2 separate regions of the Oryctolagus cuniculus genome follow, and region 1 is linked to region 2. Evidence: chromatin contacts called from public Hi-C data. All regions are on one chromosome and are shown on one strand. Each heading gives the region's core, a stretch centred on a gene start, on an enhancer-like site or on the middle of the called end of the contact. The rest is flanking DNA. Distances are from core to core; before and after follow the strand shown.

The links. Hi-C and Micro-C count contacts between places; a contact is called where the count stands out from the background.
Region 1: a contact with region 2 is called in a Hi-C map of an unstated tissue, with 4 times the contacts expected there. The contact joins the promoter of LOC138849828 here to the promoter of LOC100348485 in region 2. A contact is called at or near these places in 2 of 6 Hi-C or Micro-C datasets (psoas muscle and an unstated tissue).

The regions. Positions count from the first base shown.
Region 1 is chr5:153,564,692-153,571,518 of mOryCun1.1, forward strand. It overlaps LOC138849828 (histone H4), which reads right to left and starts at 4,966. Exons shown (of 1, transcript XM_070074864.1): 1 at 4,564-4,966. The coding sequence starts at 4,930. The coding sequence ends at 4,619. It overlaps TRNAM-CAU (transfer RNA methionine (anticodon CAU)), which reads left to right and starts at 5,706; the gene lies at 5,706-5,777.
Region 2 is chr5:153,342,426-153,348,720 of mOryCun1.1, forward strand. LOC100348485 (histone H2A type 1-E) reads right to left here and starts at 4,317. Exons shown (of 1, transcript XM_017344944.3): 1 at 2,916-4,317. The coding sequence starts at 3,642. The coding sequence ends at 3,250. H3C2 (H3 clustered histone 2) reads right to left here and starts at 2,506. Exons shown (of 1, transcript XM_070074848.1): 1 at 327-2,506. The coding sequence starts at 2,455. The coding sequence ends at 2,045.

The DNA of each region.
Region 1 (6,827 bases), core at 3,716-6,215, 220 kb after region 2:
GGAATATGAATTAGTAACTGCTATATATCGTTGATAAATTGACCGTAGAAGTTAAGGCCCTATAATTACTATGGACTCCAAAGAAAACGAGATTTAATAAGCAATAACAAGTAACTCAGCCCGGGATCACAGCTACGGGAGGAAATTAGAAGAATCTTGCCGCAGATAGTACCTTAAACTTCCCGAGACCCCTCACAAAAACTGTTCCAGGAAGCACAACAGGACACAGCTAACGAAAACGCTGGAACACGCCACCGTGTTCTAAACCTATCATATTTGAGCCTCTCGGATTCCTCGTTTGCATATAGGTCAGCCAATCAAGTTTCACTGCCTTGTTTCCATGGGCGGACCTGATTGGGACCGCCGTCTAAATTTTTTTCTCATTAATTACCTTTTATATTTACATAATGCTTTTTTTTATTTTGTGCTATATCCTCTTTCCCCAAGTGTACACTGCTTTTTACTTACAAAAAGACAATTTTAAATTTAAAAAAAAAAAGGATAAAAAGGCTGTTTGGGTTTGCTTGGGGTGTAAAACCACAGGTAGTGCTGACAGGACTTTAGGCACAAAGGTCCAGAAAAGGCGGGGCTGTTCAAGCCTCTCCTTGTTCCCACCCCAGTGTGAAACCAGAGACTTGAATCCGTAAGCAGGGCACTGGGCTGCCAACCTCTTAGCATTTGATGCCAGTTAAAGTTTCTGGTCCGATTGTCGTCAACACTTATCAGTCCGAGCCCTTCCATGCATCTAAGTCTTTCCTCCGAGGTGTTTCGTGTTCCGTGGACATCCTGATGTCCGTGGCTGTTAGACCTCCTTGACTGCCAGTTGAAGCGATTTGTGCCCATTTCCAGGAACTTTGCGATACCTTTAGGAGATCTGGGGCCTCACTCAAGGGGTTCGGCTGTAAAGAAACCTGGAAACAGCTGAGAATTCTCTCCTCGTGCTTCATTCGCTCCTTTTCTAACTTCCATTTATGTAGTAGGTTCCCCTGGGGTACTTCCAAACCTGAGCCTTTTAATTAAGATGGAATTTGGCAACGAAGTACTTCTTTAAGATTATATATATTTTAGAAGCAGAGTTAGAGAGAGAGGGAGAGAAAGAGATCTTCCATCCACTGGTTCACTCCCCAAGTGAGAGCTGGGCCCATCAGAAGCCAGGAGCCATCCTATAACTGAAATGCAGGGAGTAGCTGCCTGATGGGGGTGGGGTGGGAGGCATGAGCGCCCTGAATGCCTTGCCCTGGGACCCCGGTCCCCACAGAGGAAATCGCTGTGCATTCCCAGACCTCAGAGGCTGAGCAGCAGCACCTCACCAGTGTGTTCTGCAGGCAGACGGCAGCCTCCTTAAGGGCAAGGAGTAGGGGGATTTGCAGTGCTGCATAGCCTGGCCAGGCAGCCTCACTGAGGGGAGGAGGGCTGAAACCCAAAGGAAATGAGCGAGCACTACCTACAGAGACCTGAAGCCGAGCGCCTCACATGGAGGGAACCAGCTGCACTACTCGGAGAAAATTCAAGGGGCCTGTGGAGCTGGGTTAGGAACAAGAGGAAGCTGAAAGCTTTGAAGCCAAAGAAGTAACCTGGTCCAGAAAGTAGGACCTTGTAGGCCCCTCAAAGGACTTAGGGTTTTACTTTGGGTGAATGAGAGCCTTAATCTCTCTGACTGGCCCCTTACCGCAATGCATCAGCTGCTGTGTGAAAGAAAGCAGGTGAGGAGGGGGCTGCCCAGCAGCAGTGGGAAAGGAAATGGTTGGATTCCTTGTGTTTTCATACTGCAGCTGCTAAAATATACTGATAGGTAGGTGTAGAGTGTGAAAGGGGGAACCAAAGACAAAAATGACCCCACTAGAACGGGTAGAATTGCCATTCATGAACCTCAAGAAGAGGGCTAATTTGCAGAGGTGGTGGCAGAAATCCTGTTTGAGGCCCAATTAAGCTGGAAGTGAATGTAAATCGCGCTCTCATGTACAGATGTCAGGTAGCAGGGCTTCTGAGTCTGGAGTTCAAGGAAAGCGAGTGGGCTGCTGGTTTAATTTTTTTTTTCATCCACATAGCATCACCACAGCTAAAAAAAAACCGTCAGTTCGGCAGAATCAGATTTTCTTCCTCAAGGTCCACTTTCTCTAATCAGGAGCAGCTGAACGAAGGGATGGAAAAAGGCAACAGCAGACAGAAGGTTCTTCCGCTGAGCTCCACAACAGTTTTCAGGAGGCCTGAGAACTTCCTGGAACTGCAGGAAAAGCGTGTGGAGAAAGTGAGTGCATTTTGGAAAGAAAGGGTATGTGTATCTACTACTGGGTCACCAAAGTGATCTCCCCAGGGCTCTGTCTTCACTAAATTATCTGAGTAAGAACTCCAGTTAAGACTCACTCATTACTAAGGGCATTTTGCACCATCTCTAAAAAAGGGGGAATATTTGTTGCTTTTTCTGAGAATTACAGGAGAAAAGAACAGCCAGAAAGTTAACCCATGTCATGAATACTCAACACCACTCCTTATTTCTCTGATCTGGGGTTCGTCTGTGAACTGCTTCTTATTATCAGCCTTCCTTCCTAAGATACTTCACCTGTGGCTTTTTCAGTCTCCTGGCAGTTTTACTCTAATTCTCAATCTTGTTCCCATCCTGGACCTGTTCCCTAGACCCCTGACTCATACATCTAATTTCCTATTCATACCTTCCTCTTAGACATGTTACAGGCATCTCAGATTCTCCCCGGATATCCAAAACTAAGCCTATAATTCTCTCCAAACCTCATTCCTTCTACTTTGTTTCTTGTTTTACCAATTGGGATCTGTGTAGTTGCTGTGACTAATGTCATCGAAATCATCCATGAATTTTCTCATCCCCTACATTTACTAGCTAAGAACTCTTTTTTCAAAATATATACAAAATCCTCTGCCTTTAACACACTGATCAAGTCAGTCTTCTCTCAACTGGATTATTGTACTAGCCTCCTAACTGGTGTCCCAGCTCCTACTGTAGTCCCATCAGTCTGTTCTCGATCAAGCATCCAAATAGATCTTTTAAAAACATAAACTACATCTTGTCACCCTTTTGCTCAGAATCCTACAAGGACTCACACCCAGTGTTAACATCCGCTTCAATGCCACAGAACAGCTCCATGTGCCTCTGAACCCTTATCTGCTTTGCCTCCACAACCCAGGCTTTCCTATTGGGCCTTCTATTTGGAATACTTCAAGTTTCCCCATGTTTTTTATCCCCCAACCATCACTTTATCGGTAAAGCTTCCCACGACCCTATCATTTAAAATATCACTGCCTCCCTGCACACTGTCTTTTCCTGCTGTTCACTGATCTTTATAGTGCTCACCACCACCTAACACATATAATTTACTTATAATTATCTGTACACACCCACACCCAATAAACAGATATAAAAATAGTTAGGTTCGCTGTCATCCAGGACTATTGTTACCGAAAGCTCAGGTTGTGGTCAACGGTGCCGGATGAAAATAACGAGGCCAAGGTTTGAGAATGAGGTTAATCGCTCAGTAGATGAGGTAGCAGCCTAGCGTCAACCACGGTTCTGAAAGAGCGTGGCCCAGGGTTTTCAGAGGCTACAAGGGAAGGGGCTGGCTTCTCGCAAATGCGAAGGGAGCAGCAGTCTCTGGGGGTGGCTGTGATGAGAACCGGGGCCAGACACACGCCGAAACTTGGCAAGGCCTTCACTTCCGCCTTTGTCTCAGCGCGGCTGCCCTCGAAAGAAACCAAAGGCAGGGAGATTAGACTCCGCCTGAACTGATCTCTCCGCTCGGGCTGCCGGCGGCGAACGCACTGTGCGTCCTAGAACATGCTGGAGGGCGAAACCGGCGGTGCAGCCTTGAAACCATAACTAGGCGAGCGTTCAGCGAGAACCGCAGGCTGCAAACCACCACTTGGCTGGTATCTGTAAGAGCTACACTGTCCAACTTGGCACTAAGTCGCATGAACCATCTCCCTTAGCATAACGAGCATGGCCTATATTTGGGTCAAACAAGCCGTGTTCTTAAAACATTTGCGGCGTGATTACGGCTTCTGTGGAATGAGTTGGTAGCGTAAATTCGGCCTGTTACCTTGATAGTCACTGAAAACGGATCCCCTGGAAGCTGCACTACCTGGTAATGACCGCTTACGCAATACTCAGCTGGGCTACTTCCGTAGTCAGTTCTCAGAGCACAATACCCACCTTTCCACACATGAGCCTTTAGTTCTCCCTCGCGCTTCTACTTGCACAAAGAGCAGAAAGCCTAATCCCGCCCATCGCTCCCTCCCCGGGCCCGGCCTTTGTCCCCGGCCCCGCCATCTTGAGCCCGGTAGCAGGCAGGGCCGCCCTCGGCACGGCCGGAACCCTTGCAGAACTGAGGCGGCCAACTACGTGAGGGGCCAGGCGGCCTCCACCGAGCTCACTGTCCGAGCAACCAGTGCTTTCAGTGAACCCCAGAAAACCTGAAGTCATGAGAATCCGGTTTGAAATAAAACTGGAAGCGTAAAGCCACCAACGAATGAACGCAAAACTTCGTTACCAAGGAAAAAAAACGCAATGAAGTGCTAGCTCTCTTACAGGAGAACTTGGGTGGCCCTGAAAAGGGCCTTTGGGTGGAGGGTCTCGGGCCGCCGGGGCAGCTCAGCCGCCGAAGCCGTAGAGCGTGCGTCCCTGGCGCTTGAGCGCGTAGACCACGTCCATGGCCGTGACCGTCTTGCGCTTGGCGTGCTCCGTGTAGGTGACGGCGTCGCGGATGACGTTCTCGAGGAAGACCTTGAGCACGCCGCGGGTCTCCTCGTAGATGAGCCCCGAGATGCGCTTGACGCCGCCGCGCCGGGCCAGGCGGCGGATGGCGGGCTTGGTGATGCCCTGGATGTTGTCGCGCAGCACCTTGCGGTGGCGCTTGGCGCCGCCCTTGCCCAGGCCCTTCCCGCCCTTGCCACGTCCAGACATCTCTATCAGCTACCAGAACCAACTCAGAAATAGCGACTACCGGCAGACGTGCTCCCCTTATATGCCCGGAGTGCGGACCTAATTGAAGACGCCAAGCCTGCGCGGGAACGCCCCTTGCGCCTGCTGGCCCCGCCCCTCGCGCCCGGCGGGGATGACGTCACCAAAGACCTCCGCCCGCCATTTTGGCGCGTTGTCGGTGTGGTTCCCGCCAGTCCTGCCTTCTCAAGTCTTTAGGCCGCTTCAGCAACTATGTCAGGAACAGAAATTCACTTTTTACTGATGCTTGGGACGCTTTGGGTGGTGGCGCGGGAGCGCGGGCGCCCACGGCGTCCAGCAGCGGCCCAGCTTCGTCCCGCCCTGCGCTCGGACACCCGGCTCGCAGGGCCCGGGTCGGCAGAGAGGGCGGAGGGCGGGAGAGCGCCAGGTCCTCGCCCTCTCGCCTCCGACCACCCGGAACGCTGCCCGGACGGCGAGTCGGCGTGTGGGGTGGCTGCGTGGCGCGGTTCCCCCGCGGCGCCGGGCCCCGCTCCCGGCCGTTGTGTCCCTGCCCTGTTTGGTAGGAGCTGCGCTTCTCTATTTAGCCGCCCTCACATCTGTTCCCAATAACTTGCCGGTGTGGTGGTGTTTGTTTCTCTCCCCAGTATCCCCCCCGCCTCCGCTTGAGGCCGGGAATGTTATTGGTGTGGTAGGTGAGGTATTAGATACAGTTTGTCCCGCATAGTTGGCCGCTTTTACGCAATGCTAAGAATACTACAGGAAGAGGGCGCCTTCGGGAAGCAGAGTGGCGCAGCGGAAGCGTGCTGGGCCCATAACCCAGAGGTCGATGGATCGAAACCATCCTCTGCTAACATTGTTTTCTTTATTTTTCTGCTTGAAATTTTGTGTCTTAATTTTATGGTAAAGGAAGGAAACAGACTAGCCGTGTGTTTCAAGAAGTTCGCAAGTGAAAATTGTTTCTGGATTAACACATTTGAAAGTTTATGACCTCTACAGGTAAACTGAAGGTGTCATTTGGAGCACATTACTATTATTAACTGGTATATCCTCCCATAATGTCCAGTGTCCCATAATGGTTACCAAAGTGACCTAGCAGTTATGTCCATTTTTCTTTGCCTGGGAAACTGGGAAAATGTTGAGGACCAGGACTGTGGAAGACAGGCTGGGAGACAGGAACATAGTCTTTATTTCCCTGCATTCTCAGGAAGCACTCCTTGCCAGGCGGTTAAGGAAATGGACTAGAAATCCATTGGAAGATCTTCACGAAGATTTTTTGGAACTATAATTCTTTATTTTGGAAATAAAAGAGTAGTAGTTAAGGGCAAAACTCTCAGTAGCCAGGATTTCACTAAGACCTGAGAAACAACGTCTGTGACTGCTACTGCTATGTCTCTACCCTCTACCCTCCTGTAAAAGCTCAGCTAGAAGCATAGCGCTGTTTCATATTTCTCTCTCTCAGGAAGGATTCCTATTCAGATACTTAAGTATCAGATCCTGTGCTATGAGCTATAAAAAAAAAGATAGTATGTCGCCTGCAGTCTATATGTTTTTAAAGAAATAAATATGTATGGTATAAGGTACTATTTCATTAAATGGATTATATACTCAGTGCAGTGGGAGCAAAGAAAATGGATGGTTATAGTTCTGTGACTCAACATAGAACAATTGTAGATCAATTCCAGTTGTAGAGCAATTCCAGCAAAAGACGAAATTCAGGAAAAACAGGAATATGCTCAGGTGAAAGCTGCAGAATTCTTGTCCTGTCTCGACACGTGCTCTTTGCCTCCGGTTGTGAACTCTGAGCATGTGCATAGACTGTGCTTGCCTAGGGAAGTCTGCTTGAATGTTGGAATCTGGGTTGTTAAGGGGAGACGGTCACAGAGCCGGCCATGGGTGCAGA
Region 2 (6,295 bases), core at 3,067-5,566:
GACTGAAAGCAGAATCCATGTTCTGCCCCTGTTGCTGTAGGGGCCTTGTAGAGTCATGCTGAACCACTGACCTGTCCATGTGACCCTCAAACCGTAAACTCTTTTACTTTTTCAATGTTGTCTCATCACAGCCTGTACCCAAAACACTTTACTCCTACAGAAAAAATATAAAGAGAAAAGCAACACCTTATGAAAGCCAGCACTGCTATAATTAGAAAAACAAAAATACTTGACCTTCAGGGAGGGTCTAGAGCTGGATGGCAAAGACCAAGGGATAGGCCTGTTGCATTCACTTGTCAGCTAAAATAGAATATTACAAAAACCAGTGACAGTCACACATGAATTTTATTGAAAATGAGAGGCAAGGCAACTGCTCAGGACCGGCAACGGATCGGGACCAACAATGCTTACCAAAGTGCGGCCCCCAATGGTGTGTTACACAGCTTCTTATAGTATTCTATCCACTAGGGCTCACAATTTCGAACCCTTGGTATGCAGTGAACAGAAAAAGAAACTCAGAATATGGTTGTAAGAGAACAGTTAAATAATAACAAACCCAGTAACAGATCCAAGCTATGGTGGTAAGATAACAGTGGAGGACACATTTCAGTCAACCTGGTTCCTGGGAATTTGGGCCCACATAGTTTCCCAAGATCCACCCTTAGCCATTAGCAAGCAAAGCTAATAAGTGCAGAAGCAAGAGGGTCTGCAATTGGCTTTTAGCCACACTCACTCCATTTTGATTCTCATTCTACAGGCCAAGTGCATTCGTGCCTACAATAGACCCCATCTCTGAGCAACAAATGTCAGTGTCAGGCAGAGTTGCTCTCACCAGTCTAAAAACAAATGATGTACAAAACATGCACGCACAGGAAAGAAATCCATTTTCATTTTTATAAAAGTTCAAAAATTTTGTAAATCTAGGAATTCTATTAAAATCCAGAGTACACACAAAACCATGAGCACAACTTACTCTATAGAGTGTGTGTGGTTTCCTTATTGAAGTTTTCCAATTAGATCACATTTCATATGTAGGCAGAGAGAATGGTCTTGCGAGGAATCAAATGTGGAAAAGAGATGTGAAGCAGGACACTGGCATTAGTGGGCACAATGACCTTCAGCACTCCGTGTAGTTGTTCTAAAGTTAACTTGCAGTACATGGCATAGAAGCCTTACCACAAAGGCAGTTCGCTGAAAAAGGAGAATTTTATTCCAATATATTCTTCTCTTTATACGCTATTCCATACGAATCAACTTCCACCAGCACTCAGTCCTCAACGGAGAAAACAAAAGCAACAAAAGGAAAATGGTAACAAAATCTAAATTGAAATTCCAAAAAATTCTACAGGTACAGTCCTAGAAGACAACAGCAATTCAACCAAATTTACAACTGGACCACACACAAATATCAACACGTAATGCATTGAGAAAGCCGTAAGGGCTCTTAGAAATTAATGAGCACCTGGCGCATTATTTCGTGCACACTTCCAAGGGAAGTTACTGGGCTAAAACTTTAAATTTATTTCTTTTAAAGTCAGCTACTGAGAGAGGCAGAGAGAAAACTTCCATGTCCAGTTGGCTGCAATTGCCGAAGCTGCGCCGATCCGAAGCCAGGAGACCGGAGCCTGCTCCAGGTCTCCCACGTGGGTGCAGGGTCCCAAGGACCTGGCCCACCGTGCACCGCTCTCCCAGGCTATGGCAGAGCTGGATCGAACTGGTGCCCCTATGGGAAGCCGGCGGTTCAGGCAGAGACCTTTCCCGCTTCACCACAGTGCAGGTGCCACGTCGCCGTCTTTAACCTTTCCCGAGCACTAACCCAGCTAAAACCAACTTGCCCCTTAAGGCTTGCTATTACTCTACGATTGCTAACAGAAAATGTAACCACAGAATTCCTAATTTACTATTCGCCCGGGTCCTACAAGGAATGCTCTTCCTATTCAAGGTTTATCTGCTTAACGAGCAAACTATCACAGCCGCTTTCCTTGGATAACTGGGTGGCTCTGAAAAGAGCCTTTGGGTTTTGCTTGAGCACACGGCCGGGTTCTTAGGCCCGCTCCCCGCGGATGCGGCGCGCCAGCTGGATGTCTTTGGGCATGATGGTGACGCGCTTGGCGTGGATGGCGCAGAGGTTGGTGTCCTCGAAGAGGCCGACGAGGTAGGCCTCGCAGGCCTCCTGCAGCGCCATGACGGCCGAGCTCTGGAAGCGCAGGTCCGTCTTGAAGTCCTGCGCGATCTCGCGCACCAGGCGCTGGAAGGGCAGCTTGCGGATGAGCAGCTCGGTGGACTTCTGGTAGCGCCGGATCTCGCGCAGCGCCACCGTGCCGGGCCGGTAGCGGTGCGGCTTCTTGACGCCGCCCGTGGCCGGCGCGCTCTTGCGGGCCGCCTTGGTGGCCAGCTGCTTGCGCGGCGCCTTGCCGCCCGTCGACTTGCGCGCTGTCTGCTTCGTGCGAGCCATCACCAGAACCAGCACACAGCGTCCTCACAGAAACCTCTGAGGAAAACGATCGGCCATCTCTCTTTTATAGAATCTGGCTAGCTAGTATTGGGTCGCGTACATTCAAATTCATGAGCGCGCCCATCCTGGATTGGTCCATCTGCTTGTCTAGTTCCCCGGTTTCCGGAGCCTTCACGTTGGTGAACCAATCCGCTGCCCTGCCCTGAGCCATAGTCCCGCCCCCTCCCGCCCCCGGGGGCGCACGGCATTTGACGTCACATCCTTTACCCTTTCCTATCCGTAGACGTTGCCTGAAAAATCTACAGGGCACATCTGATTATACAAATGTGGTAGCTTATGGGTATTATATAAAGGTAGAGTGCTGAATACTACTGATTATCATTTTAGGCAGTGCCTGAGTATTGTGGGCACGTACGAAAATGCGCTGAAGAAATGCAAATATGGGAACTCTAAGAAACTGTTTAAGTGTTCTTAATTATGTGTGTACATATATGTATAGATTTATTTTTTGTGAAACGGAGTTCACGATTACACCGTTCTGAGATTATGAAATTGTGGCCTTAGATTAAACTCCAAAGCCATGGCTGAAGGGGCGATTGAAGGGCGCGGCTTGGATCCTCCACAGAAAACTCGCGAATCCTCACGGGGCAAAGACCCGATACCAACACAGCTGTGTCTGCTACTGAGAACACAGCGCGAACAGGACAGCAGTTTTCATGAAAGCTGTGGGTGGCTCTGAAAAGAGCCTTTGTGGTTAGGTTGATCAGAAAAGCGGGAGCCGTGCAACGGACACTTCACTTGCCCTTGGCCTTGTGGTGGCTCTCGGTCTTCTTGGGCAGCAGCACGGCCTGGATGTTGGGCAGCACGCCGCCCTGCGCGATGGTGACGCGGCCCAGCAGCTTGTTGAGCTCCTCGTCGTTGCGGATGGCCAGCTGCAGGTGGCGCGGGATGATGCGCGTCTTCTTGTTGTCGCGCGCCGCGTTGCCCGCCAGCTCCAGGATCTCGGCCGTCAGGTACTCGAGCACGGCCGCCAGGTACACCGGGGCGCCGGCGCCCACGCGCTCGGCGTAGTTGCCCTTGCGCAGCAGGCGGTGCACGCGGCCCACGGGGAACTGGAGCCCGGCCCTGGAGGAGCGGGTCTTGGCCTTGGCGCGCGCCTTGCCGCCCTGCTTGCCGCGTCCAGACATCGCTTGAGATCACAACTTCAGACGAAAGCAGGAGCAAAACCTAGAGGAGCAACAGATCTGAGAACGGCAGGAGCAGTATTTATACTTGCTGGAGGGAGCCTGTATGGGATTCTCCCATTGGCTAAGATCAGATACCCAATGAGAAACGAGAATTTGCATCCTTCATTTGCATGCACCGCTTTCATCCCGTGTGAGCTTTATGTTAGAGCCAATCACTGATCCAGCTTCATAATCTTTTCTTGTGTTTTACAAGTAATTATTGAATCAATTCTTTTTCTCAAAATGCCATTATTAAAAGCGGGGATGTTTGTCCTCATTGTTTTGAGTTTTGATTATATAAGCCGATATAGAAGAATACAAGCAAGATTTTAATAGAATCAAGGGCGATAGTTCTTGTGATTAAATGTAAAGTTGAAAAGTCTGGGGCCGACCCTGTGGCACAGCAGGTATAATCCTCACCTGCAATACCCGCGTCCCACATAGGCGCTGGTTCCTATCCTGGCTGCTCCACTTCTGATCCAGCTCCCTACTAATGACCTGGGAAAAGCAATGGAAGATGGCCCAGGTGCTTTGACTCATGCCCTCATTTGGGAGACCTGGATGAAGCTTCTGGCTCCGGACTTCGACCTGGCCCAGCCCTGGCCATTGTAGTCATCTGAGTAATAAACCAGCCAATGGAAATCTCTTTCTCCCTGTCTCTACCTCTATCTCTAATTCTGACATTCAAAATTTTAAAAGTCCTTAAAAAAAAAAAAAGGTTTGCAGTATAGATTTGTTCTTAGAAATTCCCGTGAAATGGTGTTTTGCAGGCCACTCATGAGAACATCTTGTTATGCTGCAAGGCTAAACCACTGAGCTTTTGGTAACAAAAGCTGATGTAGGCAGGAATACAGGATAAAACTGATCAGGTCTGTGAGCTGGACGACCCCGCCTTCACCACTGCATGATCTCATGCCCCTACCCAGCCACACCTGTGTGCCCACAGGCCAATCAGGTTAATTAACCACTAAGCTTTGGAAGTGGATCAAAAGCTGTCAACAGGGTGTGTCTGGCCTTATCCTTCTCTCTGGCCTTTTGCCATTGCTGGCCCTTGCTGCCCCTGCGCCCCAAGTCGCCTGGCCTTTGGGCCACCTGCCTGCTTCCTGATCTGCCTGTTCCTCCACGTGGCTGGCTCCTGGTGCTCGCTATGAGCCCGGATTTCTCTCTCTTAGGGCCCTCACTCTCCTCTGCATTTCTCTCACTGATTAAAAGCTTAAAACGTATCATGCTGCCTCATTTGTTTATGCCGGTATTCAGAAGTATTTTCTGAATATTAGGCAAGAACCCACACGGGCTTATTAATATTGGGAATTTATTAATAAACACACGGTGATATATAACACCCCAAATTCCGATATCACATTGGCCCTTTTTTTGGGGGGGGGAGATTTTCATTTATGGTTTTTGAAAGGAACAAACTCACAGCCATTTCTAAATAAGTGATTGGAAAGAAATTTCTGGGCTACGTTTTGTTTTAACTCTCAACATCACAACGAAAAAGAAAGTGGTACAAAGAATTATTTATTGTGGTTTAATTCTTCTTTAATTACCTGAACAATTAAAACTGGGGGCAAGGACTCGATGATTATCTTCTGATCTAGGACAGCAAATCTTCCATTTCACCTGTACCCTTGGTAACTAAGTCTATGAAATAAACTGACAGCAGGCAGGTCAAGTTTATCAGTGCTGTGGCGGTGGGGGAGGGGGTGGGGGTGGACAGAGGGGTCATCACAGGAAGGGAAAGTAGGTATCGAATAACCTCCTGAAATCTTGGAGTTCTTTATAGGAGACAGGCTAGAGGGTGACTTAAAGGTTTGGAGAATAGAAGATGATTTCTGGGAAAGGTGAACAGGCCTTTGGAAAATCGGGGAGAGCCTCTGGGAAGTCTGGGTGTGGAGTTTGTCTCTTCTCCTGCGTTGATCGCTCCTGCTTGCTGAGATGCAGGGGAAGTGGACTGAGGACAATGAGTCTCTGTTGGAGGCCCTGTCCTCAGGATGAGACGTTCAAAGAAAGTTTCTGCTGCCTTGCCCTCATTGCTTTTCGCTGACACAGTAATAAATTGTAGTTCAGAGAAATTAAAGGAGAACTTAAAGCAAATTGTGTTGACATGCATTCCAAGAGAGGAAGGGACCAGTAGCAAGAACACATGGGAAACTTTCTTCTGTTTGGGACTTTTATTCCTAAAGTATAAGGGACATTAAGTAGTGATGTGGCCATGATGCTCATGATTGACATGTGTGATGGACATCTGGGAGTTGCATGTCATTGGACTCCGTGCATGTGGCTGCAAACTAGACTTTACTTTGAGCTCCCATTATTATGAGGATATTTCAACCTCCAGTTAAAGTGCAAAGTGGGCAGTCTTTGGTGGGTCTTGGAGAGTCCTGGATGAGTCTTTGGGTTCATCCTGCCTAGCTCTCTACCTGACAATTTCCTGGTCTTAATTGCTCATGTTGATTGGCAGGAGGGGCCAGCTTGGTGGTAGAGCGGATTAAGCTGTGGCTTGAAACTCCATCATCCCATATCACATGTGGCTGCGCTGCTTCTGATCCAGCTCCCTGCTATGAGGCCTGGGAAAGTAGCGGAAGGTAGTCCAGCTACGTGGGCCCTTGAC